2 separate regions of the Sus scrofa genome follow, and region 1 is linked to region 2. Evidence: chromatin contacts called from public HiChIP or PLAC-seq data. All regions are on one chromosome and are shown on one strand. The core of a region is the stretch at or near the end of the contact, and the rest is flanking DNA. Distances in the headings are between cores, read along the strand shown.

What was found. HiChIP or PLAC-seq counts read pairs in DNA pulled down with a chosen protein or histone mark.
Region 1: a contact with region 2 is called in an H3K27ac HiChIP or PLAC-seq map of alveolar macrophages. The contact joins the promoter of LOC100622859 here to the enhancer-like site in region 2. A contact is called at or near these places in 1 of 5 promoter capture datasets (liver), 14 of 47 Hi-C or Micro-C datasets (alveolar macrophages, blood, embryonic fibroblasts and 4 more) and 2 of 2 datasets of contacts at active chromatin or transcription factors (alveolar macrophages and skeletal muscle).

What each region holds. Positions count from the first base shown.
Region 1 is chr9:33,040,171-33,042,959 of Sscrofa11.1, forward strand. LOC100622859 (putative inhibitor of apoptosis) reads left to right here and starts at 1,422. Exons shown (of 8, transcript XM_013979324.2): 1 at 1,422-1,574.
Region 2 is chr9:32,980,428-32,983,127 of Sscrofa11.1, forward strand. No RefSeq gene overlaps it. Among named protein-coding and RNA genes, the nearest start is that of BIRC3, 22 kb to the right of the region's middle. Within about 2 kb of position 1,419, at least 12 of the 83 cell types and tissues checked have an H3K27ac peak or open chromatin away from gene starts, as enhancers often do. A contact at or near this core is called in alveolar macrophages, where this site is marked.

The DNA.
Region 1 (2,789 bases), core at 172-2,671, 60 kb after region 2:
TTTTAATATCTGACTTCGAGTTTTTGAAATATGAATTTCCCCCTATACTGTTTCGGTCAGGACAAGAACTGAAAAAGAGAAATAATCTTGAATCCAGAATGAACAAGTCTTGCTATATGTATTTTCCCACACATAAAAAGAAAGTTCTGTAACTTCCCAAGAGATTGTAACTTGAACTAAACACTGAAATACTATCAAAACTCATGTGCATATTTGGAAGAAGTTTTTAGTCATTGGGAATCAAGCATGCATTTCTTTTCTCTGTATCACAAGCTGTTACAAATACTTTTACTATTAACATTGGAACAGAAGCCCTCCTGTTCTGTTACTGACTGGCAGGCAGAAATGACGGGGAGGAAATGGGAAATGGTTCAGGGTCTCGGAATTCCCCTGGCTGCCTAATTAAGTGGCTTGTTATTTGGAAGTTTTTTTTGAAATATTTGCCCCCTGGAGTTCCCCTGAGAGAAGAAAGCATCCGATATCATTGACAATGAGTGTCTTCACAGAACATAAATTAAAAAATTCTCCTGCCGCCATTCAACTAATACTGCATGCAACTGTCTGTCTTCACCCCATTGCTAAAGAGGGGGCTGGAAAACGTCCCTGACTAGTAAAGGTAGTATTTTGTATTTACAATTTTTTTCTGACAGTTAACTTTTAAAATGTGATGGACAAATGGGCTCCTTTATGGTTCGTGTACGATTTACATATACACACATCTACATAAATGTATATATTCCGTTCTAGCCACATTCAGAAAAAAGGGGGAGTGAAGCCTGGCCTGAAACACCGTGTTCACTTTGCTAGTGATGAAAATAGGACACTTTTCGTTAATGCATTCGTCTCCAGAAGAGAAAAACAGAAAAGATAGTGATTATATAATAGATATGCCCCCCAACATTATAGAATCAAGGCTTCAAAATTAATCTGAGGCTGTTCTGCTTTCCAACACTTGGCTTTTTTCCCATCCCCAGGGCCAGCTGTGGAAGGTTGACGCCAGGCAGCTGCAAAGGGGAAATGGTTACAGCTGTTTACTTAGTTGCAGCCGAAACGCCTCCGGGCTGACTCCACCCTCAAACGCCGTCATCCACGCCGAGGGGAGGGTCCCATTGGAGGAATCCGGCCGGGAACTAATCCCGGCGAGTCGACGTGGGGAGAGGTTCGCCACCCGCGCCCGGGCGTTTCCCCAGGGCTTCCAAAGATTCAAACTCGACGGCTCTCGCCACGTCCCGCTCAGGAGGATGAGAGGGACAGCGAGGGAAAGTGCTCTCGCAGCGAGATTGAAGATTAGCACACCAAGCTCACGCCCAGCCCTGCCTTCCCCTGAGGGCTGACCGCGCGCTGGGTCCCGCTCTCCGCCCACAGACTCCGGGGCGCCCTCGCAGAGGGAGTGACGCGCACCCGGTCGGCGCGCTGACGTCATCGTGCGTCTGCGTGGGCCCTGAGCGGGCGGGGGGGGCCCCAGGAGCTCTAACTGCGCAGCCCAGCCGGCAGTTCAGCCCGCGTCGTTGCTCCCGGGACTGTGGAGGCTCCTGGTGGCACTGCTGTTTCGTGTTGGACGCGTCTGCCCTGTGGTGAGTGCAGGTCCTTCCGGACCCAGGCCTCGCGGGGCTGGGTCGGGGCGCGCAGGCCGCGGGGCCTGCCTTCCCCGAGACTGCAGTTGGGCTGGGGAGGACAGGGCCGGGAGTCGGGGGTCGCAGGTAGCAGTTAGCTCTTTGCTACTCTACTGTCGAAGATGCTTTTGTTTAATTCGGAAGCTCCAGTTCCAAGACATGCTGTCGAAAATAATTTTTTTAATTGACCTGTTTACAAGTCTACTCTGGCCGCTTCTCACTTTTCTGGCCCTTGGCCTTTGGCCAAGATGTTTTAAGAGTTTTTGCAGGGTTTTAAACTTAACCCTCGGTATTCCTTTATTTAATATATTCAAACGGAGACAGTAACGTATCGGCGAGATCTCTTGTTTCAGATAGGTACAACCCCGCTTTGCCACTTTAGTATTCTATTGTATATTGCGAGAAATAACTCGGGGAAATTAATAAAATTCCATAATTTCTCTTCTTTTTCCTTGCAGTCTGTCTCCTTCCCCTTCCCCCCAGCCACAGTTTGCCTAAAGAGGGCAAATCCTGTACAGTTCCTGCAGATTAAAAATATGCAAAGATAGGACCTCAAGTCCTTGTGTAACGGAGGCATTCATTCAAGCGGTCACATTCCCAAGGCCAGTGTTTCATAGGCCATTGTGCTGTGTTTTGTTTTGTGAGTTGCTTTCTGCGAATTGTTGCTTTGGAATTGTGAAGGCATTGTATTCACGAGTTCCTGGTGAATTTTAACTCTTAGTAGTTTTTTTGCCTAGTTCTGGAGAGACTTGACATTAAGAAATAACGTTATTGTCTGGATAACTGCTGTACTGTTGATGATGGGTGCAGTCTATTTTTCACCCTCCCTTTTTACCGCTAGCAAATTGCCATAGATAATTATCCTTAAACTAAATTATAAGTTGTCACCAGAAGAGGGGAGGAGGAGTTCCCGTTGTGGTGCAGTGGAAACGAATCCAACTAGGAACCATGAGGTTGTGGGTTCGATCCCTGGCCTTGCTCAGTGGGTTAAGGAGGTCTCAGACGCGGCTCGGATCTGATGTTGCTGTGGCTGTGGTGTAGGCCGGCAACTATAGCTCTGATTGGACCCCTAGTCTGGGAACCTCCTTATGCCCCGGGTGGCCCTAAAAAGCGCGCGCACACACACACACACACACACACACACACACACACACACAAGAAGAAGAATAGGGGAGG
Region 2 (2,700 bases), core at 169-2,668:
AATGGTCACATTTCATGCAAATATAGACTCTTCTGGTTTCCTCCCTGCTTCCAATTAGTAGTTGAATGTATTACCCAATCAATATCCCTGACAAGTGGATATCTCAAGTCATAGGAAACTCAGTGCTTTGGGGGGTAGAAAGTCCTTCTTTTGAAAAATGTCTGTGGTTAGGAAGGTTTTTGTTTTGCTTGTTTGTTTCTTTTGTCTTTTTAGGGCCACACCCGCAGCATATGGAGGTTGCCAGGCTAGGGGTCCAATTGGAACTACAGCTGCCACAGTAACATGAGATCTGAGCTGAGTCTGTGACCTACCCCACAGCTCATGGCAGCACAGGATTCTTAACCCACTGAGCGAGGCCAGGGAATGAACTTATGTCCTCATGGTTGCTAGTCAGATTCGTTTCCACTGCACTGCAACAGGAACTCCTGTTTTGTTTTGGTTTTGGGGGGTTTTTTTAGGGCCGAGCTTGCAGCATATGGAGGCCAGGGATCGAACCTGTGTCCTCATGGATACTAGTCAGATTCGCTTCCTCTGAGCCACTTCAGGAACTCCAGGAAGTTTTTCATATTAAATTAACAGTTCATTCATGCATTCATTCATCTAATAAATACTTATTAAGTATGTACTATGTGCCAGGCACTGTTCTATGCATGAGGATTCACAGAAGCTGCCGGGACAGTGCCCTGGCAGGAGTGGCAGTGCAGCAGCGACCTGCACCCACCAGCAAGGCTGAGGCCACAAGGCCACAATGCCAGATCAGTGCCAGTGACTGAGGAGACCTTTACTGACCACTGGGAGAAAGACAAGCCACCCAGAAGCTGCCCAGGGGAAGGGATTTGCATGGGCCAAGAATTCCAGTAATTATAGAAACTGGAGGCTGCTGTCATCATGTCCCACTTTCCAAAACCTATTCACACTCTTCATATCCCAATCCCATGCTGGAATGGCCAAGTTAACACAGGTTACATTACAGATCACATCTCTGCAATATTTTTTTTTTGAGCTATTTTATGCGGGGGGTGGAGGTTGGCTATAGCACAGATCTCACCTGTTGAGATCTTAAGTTCTAAGACTATTATCCATTTTACTGGCTATCAATCCTAGATTTTACTGCAGTATGAAGTGATGAGCAGTCTCTTCATGATGAGAAGTATCTTCATGCAATCTATTCATTATAGTCACTAAAATATTGCAAAGGACAAATTTGAGATCAGATCCCAAGACATCATCAAAATCTGCAGGGAGAAAAAAAATTGTTTGGCAATAATCAGGTTGGATTGTACATTAGATGCAAACTAACACCACTTATGCCATCATCCAGCCAGTTCCTGTTCATTTTGCTGCAAAGATATGGTGAGAGGCGTTGCCAAGGGCTTTGATGAAATTCAGACATCTGCAGTATTACCACCAGTCTCCTAAGCTTATCAAAACAGGAAGTGGGTGTGTCGGACCCAGATCTTTCCTTGTGATTGCAAACTCTCATGGTGATCACTTCTTCATTTTGTAAAAGCTTACACACTACTGTTTGACTAATTCATAGTAGAATCTCGCTTAAGACGATTTTTGCATTTATTTCCCCCAAATTTTCTGCAGAAGTTCCTTTCTTCCATTTTATGAAAATTAGAACGTTAGCTCATTTCCAGTTCCTACACTATTTTGTGTGATTTTCAAAAATTATTATGTAAGTAATGGTTAAGAAATATGTTCTGCACATTTTTTTGAAGTCATTTGTCCAAGACAGGAAACAAGAATAATTTAGAGTTGTTACTGCTTTTTATAACTCCCTCCCTATATTTTTTAATTTTTATTTTATGTTGGAGTATAATTAATTTACAATGTTGTGTTATTTAAGGATTTCAGGTATACAGCAAAGTGATTAAGTTATACATACACCTCTATCAATTCTTTTTCTGATTTTTTCCACATGTAGGTTATCACAGAATATTGAGTAGTGTTCCCTGTATACAGTAGGTCCTTGTTGATCATTTTACATATAGTAGTGTGTATATATTAATCCCAAACTCCTAATTTATCCCTCTCTCCACCTCTCCCCTCATTATCTTTTTTTTTTTTTTTTTTTTTTTTTGTCTTTTGTCCTTTTAGGACTGCACCGGTGGCTTATGGAGGTTAGGGGTCTAATTGGAGCTACAGCTGCCAGTCTACACCACGGCCCCAGCAATGCTGGATTCAAGCCACGTCTTCGATCTACACCACAGTTCACCGCAACACCAGATCCTTAACCCACTGATGAGCACAGGGATTGAACCCGCAACCTCATGGTTCCTAGTCAGATTCATTTCTGCTGTGTCACAATGGGAACTCTGGTCCTGGCTTTCTTTTGAAACCCAATTTTGACCTTCTATTTGCTACGCATTAGATTCTATCTTTCCTGACCGACATAAGTTTGGTCTCATCTCATTATCCCTCATTGCTTTCAACTAAATCAGACTATCAAGCTTTCACTTCAGTTTTTTGGTCCCATCCTCTGGAAACGGCTACCTGGTTAGTGTTTCTCCCAGTCAAGCCTGAATCCCCTGCAGGGGGGTGGGAATAGATGGGGTAAACATTAGTAAGAAAATAACAGAGGTCAAGATAATGAGGATTTCCCATCATGGAGCAGCGGAAACAAAGCCAACTATGGACTGTGAGGAACAGCCTGCATGTTCTGGCTGTGATGTAGGCCAGCGGCTGTAGCTCCCA